Regions from separate parts of the Mus musculus genome. Here regions 1, 2 and 4 are each linked to region 3. A link is a contact called in public HiChIP or PLAC-seq and promoter capture Hi-C data. All regions are on one chromosome and are shown on one strand. Each heading gives the region's core, a stretch centred on a gene start, on an enhancer-like site or on the middle of the called end of the contact. The rest is flanking DNA. Distances are from core to core; before and after follow the strand shown.

Region 1 (2,700 bases), core at 79-2,578, 2.3 Mb before region 3:
ATGACCTTGAGTTCTGACCCACCTATTTTCATCAGCCCAAAGAAGGGATTGAGGGTGAAGGCATTCTAGAACACAAGTCCAACATACCATATCCTAAGTCACCACATCTATAGGGTCGTGCATGCATTTAAATGCTGGGAGAAACTTTAAGCCTGCTCTTTCTCCCTGAAAGTTGGCACAGTTATCCCTGATTTCAGGAACTTGACACAGTTCCTTCAAGCTTGTAGGATTCCTAAGAGTGGCATGAGACTAGAATCCCAGTTTTTATCGCCTGTTAGAGAACTGTTGTCACTCAGACCATCCAGCTCAGGAAGGAACCATGGTGAGAGGCAGCGAGGCAAGAAGACAGTTCAGGTTCGTTAGCCCAAGAAGGTGGGAAGTACAAGGTCTCTCTAAAGTGTCTTGCTGCTCTCTCAAGCCAACTTTCTTCAGTCTGAGCTTGGCTTCCTTTCTTGCTCTCCTCATTTGACATGGCATCATGGCCCACCCACTTTAGTGTCAGCCTTTTGGAGGCTTGTTGCAAACTGGGTAACCCACAGTCCCACTCTGGAACTCAGACGTCAAGGACGTATCTATAATCTCAACCCCAGCTTGACACTCGCTTCCTTCATTTCCATCAAGAGCCTCATCCCTCAGACGTCCGCCTCCCTTCTTCTGCTCACAGCCACTTAACTCCCTCCAATCCCCAAACGTGGTATTTGGCTCTGCAACCAACCCCCGCTCTTCCTGGGGGAAACCTGGCCCTGCACCGCCAGCCTGGCCCACACTACCCCCTTGTCCCTCGACCCGGCAGTGCCCCTCCCTCACTCCTCGATGTCACCCGCGTCCTTCTCAGCAAGGGCCGCCCCTCGGCCTCTTGCTGCACGCGCGGGAGCCCCCTTCCTCACCCGGCGATCACAGTCCCGATGAGGTACAGCAGCAACAGGCAGAAGGTGCTCAGGTTCTGCGGGGCCATGGCGTCCCCTGGTCCTACCCTCTCAGCCTCCGGTGCCGCTGCGTCGGCTGACCAGCCCTTCCGGCCCAGGGAGGCCGCCTCACGCCGGGGTCTCTCTCTTGCCCGGCCGCGGAGACAGGTAGCGCGCCCCTTCCTCAGCTGCCACCTTCCGGGAGCCCCAGAGCCGGCGAGCAGCCAGGCGTGGGCCAATCGCCGCCGGGGACATCACACGCGGCCGCCACTCCGCAGCCAATCAGCGCGGTACACTTCACCTCCGAGGCGGCGCGGGAAGCCAATCAGACAGCAGAACAGCCGTCGTGTCCGCCGGCCAATGGGAAGAGAAAACGTCAGAGGTTCGCGCCGCCCGGAAGCGGCTGAGAACCGGAGAGAGTTAGGAGCCGAGAAAGAGCGCGCTGCTGTAGGAAACCCGAATGTCCACCAATCGCGAGGCTCCTTCCCGATTCCGACCAATTGCTTGAGAGAGGTCTTACTACCAGTCTGGAAGCTACGCCATGTGCACACGTGACTTGCGAGCGCTCACCGAAGTGCAACCCCAGGAGGTGTCAAAGTACGTGGGGCGTCTTGCCTGGGGATAGGCTCTCCCAGTACTAACTTATTACAGTCTCGCTACCGTGGAAAAGAGGGACCTGGTACCTTGTAGAGACGCCGCCATAGAGACCGACTTAAGTTAAGATTCGGCTTCCAGCACTCCGTAGCGGTGAGGCAGCCCCATCTCCACCCCACTTTCGAACCTGTTTTCTACAGAACTAAGGCAAAGCGTTCTCTGGCAGTGTTGGGAATTAATTAAACTTTTTTTTTTCCTGCAAGTTTCCTAGCAGAATTGCACACAGCAAGCATGCAATCAATAAAAGGCACTAGAGCTTGTTCATCGGTTGCTCTTTTCTCCAGTTTTGTTTACCTCAGACAACTAGTTGTTTAGGACAGCTTCTCAGCTTAGCTTCCTGCATAACCTATTCAGATTTTTATCAGTGAACCGTAATGTGTGCTTGTCCACTATAGCTCCACCTCTGAGTCATAATTATCTCCTGCTTGCAAAGGTCTCATAACCGATCTCCCTGCCTCCAAACTTCATATCTTGATACACTATTTTAAAGTTCCTCTGCTCTCCACCCTATGATTGTGTGCACTCGGGAGCGCACTAGGGAACCTGGAGATCACAGATTAGACTAGGCTGGTGGACCCAGGAGCTCGAGAACCGTCTCTGTCTCTTGAGTGCTGGGAATCCAGGACGTTGTTGTTGCAGTTGCTACAATGGGCGGAATTCAAGACCCCCTGTTTGTATGGCAAGTAAGTGGCAAGCTTTATGGACTGAACTATCCCCAGCGCACTCCCGCTTTTTAAAAACTATGTCAAATCATCCTCTCCTGCTTAAAACCTTTAGTGGCTTTTCATTGCACTCAAAGTAAAAGGCCAAGTCTATGGTAACTTACAAAGCTGTCTAATTTAATGATATATATCCTCACCTATTAAATATCGTAGCATGTTCCAGAATAATCAACTCCCTTCCTTTTAAAAATGTTTCATTGTGTATAGTCATTGTATATGGTACTTTCTTGTATAGTCAAACTGTATAATGTATATATTTTTACCTTTTTCTCTCTGTGCTGTTATTCCTTTTGTTTCTCTAGGTGATTTGGCATTGCCATATACACATATGTGATTTTAAGTACCTATATAAAATCTAGGAGCCACACATTGAGATAAAACATGTATTTGTTTCTCTGAGACAAGATAGTCATCTAGAC
Region 2 (3,005 bases), core at 69-2,568, 2.1 Mb after region 3:
TCATGTGGGTGCTGGGAACTGAACTTGGAGCCTCTGGAAGAGCAGTGAGTGCGGAGTCGCTCTTGTCCCTCCTTTACAGACATTTTACTGTTATTATGTAGGGTGACGGTACCAATGACACAGAGTGACGGTACCAATGGCACAGGTACTTTGACTGACTTGGGTTTTTTTTTTTTTTATTCCGAACCCCCCGATTGTTTTTTTTTTTTTAACCTCCACATAAATCACTAAAACTACCTCCACCTAATATACAGCACTAGGAGACCCTGAAGAGCCAGAGACCTGGGAGTTAGCAAAGCTACTGAAAGAGCACCCGTCAATCCCTGAGGTCTGTCCCCTAGGTTCCCACCTCACATGTAGTGACTGCTTCCTGGTACTCTCCCAGGTTAGCTTCTGCCACTGAGCCACAAGGCCTCTGCCAACTTCCACTTGCAGTCGGTCTACCTGCCTTGGCCCTGTAGACCAAGGGCCAGCCATTGTACCTTTCATAGCACTGCCTCTGTGAAGAACCCTGGCCTGCCCTTGCTCCTCTCCCTCTATGCTCGCTCCCTGTGGACAGAATTGAGTTCTGTCACTCACATTCAGGGGGCAGTATTAAGGGTGGTCACCATGAAAAGACATAATGGAGACCACTCATGAAACTGATCATACCACTGGGAAACTCTGGGGGAACTTGGCCTATTGGGGGTAGTGGACCCATGTTGAGAGGTACCCAGTTTCCCCCTTTGAAATTAATTACTATCCTGATTTCAGCAATAACGCTTCCTGGTGCAAACAAGTTGTTTCTTCCCCTTCTCAAGAGCCCTGACAAGCACTGGGGCTTGGTTCCACAAACTTTCTAGTGTCTTCTCACTCCCCAAACACTAGGCAGGTCATGAAGGTGCATTTGGAAGCTGAGGAAGGAAGGGCCAACACCTCAAGGCTAACTCTAGCTGCACTGCCAACTGACCATCACTCAAAAAATCAAAATCAAGCCCAAAACAACAAACCAAGGTAGTTCATGACTGTAACCCCAGAAGGCCACGGTCGGTGGCAACTACCTAAGCAGTCTGTGGCCAGCTTGGCTACATGGGGGTGGGATTACGGACAAAAACAAAAAGAAAAAACTAGAACAATAAAAAGAGTTGCTGCACCTAGGAAGTTGTGTGCCAATGGGGTACCTGTGACCATCAGAGCCCTTGACATCATCCCATCACAGCCCTGACATCAGGGCTACGATTAATATTGGGGACACAAATCCCAGAAGACTGGGCTTGCTGCCACCACAGGAGGGCCTCAGGCAAGGCACCGCCAACGTTTTAGACACCTGGGGAAAAAGCAGCCCTGCTAGAAGCAGGTCCCCTCCTAATCAGAACCCTGGCCTGTGTGGGCACGCCCACGCGGACACGTTCCAGGACAGCCCCGCCACCGCGACCCCCTGTGGACACTCGCACAGGCACCCTCTCCGCGTGCACCGCCCACGACCCCACCCTACCTCCCGCTGCACTCGCCGCGCCCCTTGTCCCGCGTGTCAGAGCCCGTGTCCGCGGCCGGAAGCGCCTGCTGGGTCCACGCAGCGCCGCCACCATCGCCGCCACCATCGCCGCCATGGTCCGGGGACCTCAGGCGGTCAGGGCTGCCCTTCGCACTGCCTGAGCGTCCGCGCCTCGGGGTCAGACCTGTGCGCGGCCTTGACGAGGTGAGTGGTGCCCGCCCGGAGCTCGGACTCGGGATCAGAATCTGCATGCACCGAACTGGGACTAGGGTGAAGGGCCCGTACGTGGGAACTGGTTCTGACCTAGGAGAGCGCAAGCCGGCGCTGGGGAATGGGGACACATGTGAAGGGGGTCTGATCTTGGCTGGGGGGTCGCTGAAGGGAGGCAGGTGACCGAACTTGAGTATCAGTGCTGTGGTGGAAGATATGTCCTTCGGTGGGGCTGTGGAGTTGGGCTTAACCTGGATAGAATGTAGCACATCCAGGGCCTGGCCCATTATAAGAGGGTCCGACTTACTTAGTTGTTGGATTGGGATGCAAACCTTAGGGTCAAAGTTACAGGGCTCAGGGATGGTCAGTAGAGTTGGAAGCTGTTGAACAGGGGTTCTTGAGAGAGGCCTTAGGGTGCCCCCGGGTCACTCCTTGCAAAAGAAGTGCTACCCACCCCCACCCCCCCACTCCCAAAGGGACCCCTTGGAGCTCAGGAGCACTAGGGCAGGAGCACTACGGCAGGCTTTGGGTGTGTGCTAAAAAGAGAAAGTCTTCCAGCCAGGGACTTTTGGGGTCCTTGCTGGCCCTCCAAGCCTTGGGAGAACAGTGGGAGCTGCCACGACTTGTGGGAGCTTGTGGTGGGGTAGGGCCCTAGAGGACATCTTGTCACAGAGAAACAGCATCGCCCTAATAATTGGGACAGATTTTACCTAGGAGCTGTAGGGGACCGGCTGAGTCATCTCCATTTGAGCAGAGGTGACAAGTGGGTGTCTTCTGGGGAACAAAGGAGCACAGAATCCATGAAGGGAAGGGAAGAGAAGGGAAGGGTGCTTTATACAGGCTCTTCGTGGCTTTGCTGCTGGGCTAATTCCCATGATCCCACAGAAGCTACAGAGCTGCAGACACTTTGGGGTCTAAAGTTGCTCTAGGGATGCACCCGTGAGCTGTCAGAGATGAAGCTAAAGTTTATATTTTTAAAAGGAGCTTGGCTAAATGTGGCTAAGCCTCCAGTGTGTGCACCCAGTAGAGGATCCTTTTCCAGGAAGGGAGACGTCCTTCCTATTGAACAGAAGTCCATTTTCTGTTCCATGTGAGGGTCATTCTTAAGAAGACAATAGAAAAGTTGGTGTTAGCCACAAATCAGTCTTTTTTTTTTTTTTTTTTTTTTTTTTTTTGGTTTTTCGGGACAGGGTTTCTCTGTGTAGCCCTGGCTTCTTAGAACTCACTTTGTAGACCGGGCTGACCTTGAACTCAGAAATCTGCCTGCCTCCCAAGTGCTGGGATCAAAGGTGTGAGCCACCACCGACCGGCAACAAATCAG
Region 3 (2,712 bases), core at 120-2,619:
TAGGGTACAGGTTCAAAAAGGAACTCCAGAGATTACTGCAAACAAACCCTTAAACTTACCCATGACGCTACATAAGCAAACACGCAGGGAAAGACACACCAGAAATCTCGCCCAAAGATACACCCACTATTCAGTAGACGGTCAACTCTCACACCCACCACAGCCCCTTCCCACTTCTCACCGAGGACTGTTCCCTCTTTAGCAGTCCTGGAAGTTTGGTGTCACAGTCTGTAAGTGATAAGAAAAGCAGTCACCTTCTCCATGAGAGAAGGGAAATGAAGACTTTGAATGACTAACAAGAACCAAGGATAGTTTTAAAGATAGCATTATAACACTGAAATGGACAGTTATTAGCCTTGAAGTAAAGGGCAAAACGATCTCACACTTAAGAAGAGCCCAATGTACTCTTTTAAGACCACGCTGTTGGTTAAGGTACGAAACTGGCAAAACCAGCTTCAAGGTCTGTATGCCTCCTACTACAGACAATAGCTTGGAGAGCCCTCCAGGCCCCGTTCTCCATCACAAGCTTTTATGGTCACAAAAATACCGCTAGCTCCTACAAGCCTTGTTGTTGAGATGGAGAGACCTGAGCTGCAGCGAGGTGGTGGCTGGGGGTGGAGGCAGAAGGCAGCTAGTTCAATCTCCCCTCACTCTCACCATAGTTTTCCATTATCTTCGACAACTGGATGGGGGCGTCCAGTAGCACCTGGCTGTTTCCCTGGTTCTGCGGTTCAGCCCTATGTAGGTAGAGAGAAAGCACTCACTTGGGAGAAAAGATTTACAGCCTTCAGACCTTCCCCCTCGTTTGTTCTCCATTCTCCTCTCTTTGCCCATCAACTTCATTCCCTTGGCACCTACAGGCGTAGAGTGTTGTACATGCGCTGACAGACAGCCCTAATGCCAGCGTCATCCTTGCTGTCCCCGGACACTTCTTGCAATAGTTCCCCGACAGCTTCCACCAGGTCATCCACAGACTCGAAATCCGCGCTGCCACTGTGCAAGACACCTGAGCCGGGTACCGCAGAACAAGACAGACAACGGGTAGGGCGGATATAGGAGCAGTTTCAGTGTCTGTACAGCTCACTCGGGGCACCAGACCCCACTGGCCCTCAAGATAAGAGGTCACGCAGAGAGACCAGATAGCGGTCTGCTGCACTGTCCGCCCTCAGTCTTTCCCCACAACCTCCACTTCGGCCTCCCCAGGCAGTTAATTCAGTTTCGCTCACCGGTCACGTAGTCGAAGACCTGCCCGTCAATTTCAGGGAACTCGCTTCGCAGGATATCAGCGCAAGTCGCCATGTTCACTCGGGATCCAATCTGCGCAGTCGTGGTGAGACTTGGGCCTAGGACCGCCTCCCTGCCCTTCCTCCCCACCCCGAAATCGCACCCCTCATCCCAAGGAGCATGCGCAGGGTTGACGTAAGAAAGCAGAGTCTGCGTGAGTCCAGGGGGCGGGTCTAGTAGAACGGGACGCAAGCGCCGCGGAGTCCAGCAGGCGTGGCAGCTTCCGCGCCTGCGCGGTTCCAGTTTCCCGTCTACGTCTACCACCTGTGCGGGTTTTCGCTGCCTTCTGGAAAGTGGAGGTTGTATCGAGGGGCGTGGCAGGATCGCCCGAGGCTTATCGTAGTGGGGAGCACGGGAGGTGTTGCGAGGGGAGAAATGCCTAGACACGGGCTAACGTGGGAGGGGGTCGCTTTACAGCTTGGATACCTTCCCCGCAGGCGCATGCTGCTGCTCGCCCACCTTTGGCGTTTTGCTGACTCACGCCAACTCTCGGTCCAGAGTGGATCAGTTTCAATTAGTCCTGCTAGTTGAATCAGCTGGGTGAGGAGCACACTTCTGCTTGCCTCTTTGCTCTGTCCTCAGTTCCTTCACACTTCATAGGTGTTCAACTGGGTCATTGAGAATGAAGTTCTGCCACCCCAAGGCACATCACCCACTGCCAGAAAACCTGAACAAGCCCTTTTATAAGTTCATTGTTTATCCTGGGTCTACAGACAAAGCAGATCTCAAGTGTCTGTAAAAGATACACCTCACACACACACTCAATTTGCAAAATTAGACAACTTTATTCCAATGCGCTCAAATTACACCCGTTTATATTTCCGAGACAATCTCTCTAGAGAGCCTAAGCTAACTTAAGAACTGAACCTCCTGCCTGTCGCCAAAGTGCTGGAATTAAAGGCATGTGACAACACTCGACTGCCCATTCATCCAGCTTAAGCATTATTGCAATGGGGAGCTGCCAGTCTTGGTGTTAAAGTTTAAAAAAGCTATCAGCATGCCTGAGGTTATAGATTAGTTGGTAAAATGCTTGTCTACCCTGAGGCTTTGTGTTTGATCCCCGGTACCTCATAAAACTGGGTGCGGTGCATGCCAATAACTCCAACATTCAGGAGGCAGGGATAGAATGATCAAGAATTCAAGGTTGCTGGACTTAGATGGAACCAGCCTTTAATCCCGGCACTCAGGAGGCAGAAAAAGGCAGATCTCTGAGTTCAAGGCCACCCTGATCTACAGAATTCCAGGACAACTAGGGTTAAAGAGAAAAACCTAAGGAGAAAAAAAAAAAAAAATCAAGGTCACCCCACTGCTACAAAATGAGTTCCAGGCCATTCTGGGGCCATTTGAAACCTTGTTTCAATTCTCTGGTCTCAGTAAGCTACTGAGTACTCAATTCTCTGGTCTCAGTAAGCTACTGAGTACACCCAT
Region 4 (2,728 bases), core at 200-2,699, 2.2 Mb after region 3:
ACCACCTGTTTCTGAAGCAAACTTAACCTCAGAACACAGGGACCAACTTCAACATCCTGGTATATCCTCAAGATCCTGAGACACTCCCCAAAGCAGGCAACACTTGCTCTGGATAGACTACCCGGGTCCTGGACCAAAAGAGAGGTAGAAGGACTGGGGATCCCAGTGTGGAATTACAGGCACTCAATGCATAGCTGGTCCTACTTAGGGAAAAGATATTCCCAAAGACAATTTGGGTATGGCTCCATCCCTTAGCTTTATAAAAGTAAGCATGTGTTTTGCATTTCGGATTGTTAGCCCACATTAAGAGTCTAGCCTAAGAGTTAACACAAACAGAAGCATTTTCTTTCTTTTCCATCATTTCTAAATGTCTGAATCCTCAGAGACAGTCCCCTAGTACCTTAGACACTGATACCTGACACTGAAACAAATAGTTAAATATTGAATATAAGTAGCATTTAATTATTTAAAAATTAAAAGGGGAAAGCCATGGTATCCAGGCCTCCTGAAGCAGAGCAACTCCAGACTTGCATATTCTCCAGGGCTGGTGTCCCACTGAGGAATGTAGGGGTATCTAGGGAGGAGATTCAAGCAGGGACACCAGACAAGGGATTCCCAGCAGCGCCTCCTCTCTCTTTTGTGAGGCCTTAGGAGCATCGTCGCTGCGTAGGGACATTCCCTTGGCATCGCCAAGACCCTGCGCTCACCAACAGCCGTACCACCCCGGGAAGTTCCCCAGCCTCGCCGCCCGAGTCCTGGTAAAGTTTCCATAGCCGTCGGGTCCCTGCTTGCAGGCTCTGCAGTGGCTCGCGGAGGGCAAAGCTGTGGGAGCTGGGTCCAGTTCATCCCGGAGGCTGAACAGCCCGGAGGCTGAAGCCGGCGCCGTAGCCAGGTTGGACAGAGCCCTGAGGTCATGCACAAAGGGACCCGCCCCCAACCACCCGGGTCTCTGGGGACCCGTCGTGTGCTAGAGCGCGGGTGAGCAGAAGAACCAGCTTCCGAGCCCCACCCAGACCTAAAGTCCGAGCCCAGGACCCTGTCCCTATCTTAGTCCGCATCTCAGTCTAGACACTATACCAGCTCGCTCCCCCAGGACCTACCCCTAATCCTGGCCGGGGCCCGAGTGTCCAGCCCCAGGCCCACAGCCGGACCCCGCCCACCCGGCCGAGCTCACCTGGCGCGCGGCGTGGGCGGCTCCGCAGCGCGGCCTCCGCCCCCAAGACAGGCGTCCCCAGGTCCCCCGGTGCGCGGGGAGCGGCCTCTCCAGCGCCCAGCACCGAAAGTGGCTCCCGGGGCCACAACTTGTGCTTGTGAGGAGGTGAGGGGGGGAACACTCCTCCTCCCCTACTGGAGCAGCCAGCAAGCAGGCTAGCCCTCCTACCCCTCCCGCTGCCCGTGCGCAAAGCGGACCTGGCCGGAGACGAGGCCTCCGCCCCGCCCCATCCAACTGCGAATTTTCCCATTGGTAGAGAGACGCGCCCCGCAACCCGCACCGATTGGATGGATGTGCAGAGATTGCGGCTTGCTGTTGGGTTCCTGGTATTGTCAGTCTTAGCCCAGGTCGGCCCCCTAGCAGAGCAGGCCCTGACACCTGCCCGGAATGCTGTGGCTGCAGCAGCTGCAGGAGGCTCGGAGTTGCCCCCTCCCGGCCATCTTCAGAGGAGTTCTGGGGATAGTAGGCCCTGAGCTGGAACTTGCAGGGCAGGCGGTCACTCCCGGATTCCAGCAGCGTTGTCTCCATCTCCACCCCAAGTTCCCAGGTATCCTGCTGTTAACCGGACATTGAGCGTCGATTCCTTTCTATTGGCATAGAATGGTATTTATCTTACACTCCGCAAGTGTAAAGATAAATCCCATTTTACAGATAGAAAATTGAGGCTTTAGGCAACCAGGGCGTGAACCCAGTCGTTGGACTTCCAGCCTTGGGGGCTCTCTCACTGTCCCCATAACCCCTGCAGCAAGGACGAACAAGGTCAGCTAGGCTGGTACAAAGTGGGGATGGTTGCAGTGATTTTGAGGGCAAAAGCAGACTCTAGAAAAACTAGAGCTTTTTTTCTTCTATGAAGCCTGTATTTACAGAGCCTTTGGGCACTCCCTACAGCTGCATGAGACTGCTCTTTCCCCGGGGCAATGAAAAGCGTCCTCTTCCCGGGAAAGGGGAATTATGTGTTTATCTCTTCCCCACTACACCCTGGTGTCCCGATTTCCTCTGCCCTGCTTTGAGTCTTGGAGAAATATCAAGGAGCTTTATCCACTGCCTGAAAAGATAAACACATATTTCCCTACTAGGTAAAGCACACCAAACACATCTCTGCAGTGACATAAGGCAGTGGAGGGGACCCACGGGGGATGCTGTAACATAAACAGGAGATGGAAGTGCAGACTGTGGAAATGAATCTGGCCTGTGCTTGCTCAGAAGCCTCTTATCCTGAGTGCACTGGAAATGAGCAACTCTTCTGGGCTGTCGGTGTTTCCCAAGGCCCCTTACAGATAGTGCTAATGGAGGCCAGGGTGTGTGTGTGTGTGTGCGTTTGTGTGTGTAGGGGGTCTACCCAGATGGTCATATTTCACCCACCTATGCTGAGTCCAGTGTGCTCACCCAATAAGGGTTGCTTGGTGAAGACAAAGAAAGTAAATGCCTGGAGCAGGAGCTCACTTCTGGGTCGCCTACAATACAAATTGATACCAGGAGCTTTTCAGAGTCAAGGCAGTTGCTACTAATCCGTTG

Evidence for each region. Promoter capture Hi-C pulls out the DNA fragments that hold promoters and counts their contacts. HiChIP or PLAC-seq counts read pairs in DNA pulled down with a chosen protein or histone mark. Capture Hi-C pulls out chosen DNA fragments and counts their contacts.
Region 1: a contact with region 3 is called in a promoter capture Hi-C map of liver, with 2.1 times the contacts expected there. The contact joins the promoter of Tbccd1 here to the promoter of Abcf3 in region 3. A contact is called at or near these places in 2 of 39 promoter capture datasets (liver and pre-B cells), 1 of 484 Hi-C or Micro-C datasets (regulatory T cells), 1 of 115 datasets of contacts at active chromatin or transcription factors (astrocytes) and 1 of 9 other capture datasets (liver).
Region 2: a contact with region 3 is called in an H3K27ac HiChIP or PLAC-seq map of large pre-B cells, with 7 times the contacts expected there. The contact joins the promoter of Comt here to the promoter of Abcf3 in region 3. A contact is called at or near these places in 1 of 39 promoter capture datasets (hippocampal neurons) and 1 of 115 datasets of contacts at active chromatin or transcription factors (large pre-B cells).
Region 4: a promoter capture Hi-C map of hippocampal neurons shows a contact between it and region 3, with 6 times the contacts expected there. The contact joins the promoter of Arvcf here to the promoter of Abcf3 in region 3. A contact is called at or near these places in 2 of 39 promoter capture datasets (hippocampal neurons and pre-B cells) and 1 of 9 other capture datasets (adipose tissue).

Annotation. Positions count from the first base shown.
Region 1 is chr16:22,856,297-22,858,996 of GRCm38.p6, reverse strand. Tbccd1 (TBCC domain containing 1) reads left to right here and starts at 1,328. Exons shown (of 8, transcript NM_001081368.2): 1 at 1,328-1,652. Dnajb11 (DnaJ heat shock protein family (Hsp40) member B11) reads right to left here and starts at 1,152. Exons shown (of 10, transcript NM_001190804.1): 1 at 888-1,152. The coding sequence starts at 955.
Region 2 is chr16:18,425,029-18,428,033 of GRCm38.p6, reverse strand. It overlaps Comt (catechol-O-methyltransferase), which reads left to right and starts at 1,318. Exons shown (of 6, transcript NM_001111062.1): 1 at 1,318-1,678. Txnrd2 (thioredoxin reductase 2) reads right to left here and starts at 1,617. Exons shown (of 18, transcript NM_013711.3): 1 at 1,475-1,617. The coding sequence starts at 1,589.
Region 3 is chr16:20,547,260-20,549,971 of GRCm38.p6, reverse strand. Abcf3 (ATP-binding cassette, sub-family F (GCN20), member 3) reads right to left here and starts at 1,369. Exons shown (of 21, transcript NM_013852.2): 1 at 1,227-1,369; 2 at 859-1,006; 3 at 658-737; 4 at 182-228. The coding sequence starts at 1,299. It also overlaps the pseudogene Gm15760.
Region 4 is chr16:18,346,903-18,349,630 of GRCm38.p6, reverse strand. Arvcf (armadillo repeat gene deleted in velocardiofacial syndrome) reads right to left here and starts at 1,449. Exons shown (of 18, transcript NM_001272029.1): 1 at 1,175-1,449. It also overlaps a transcript of Tango2 not described here.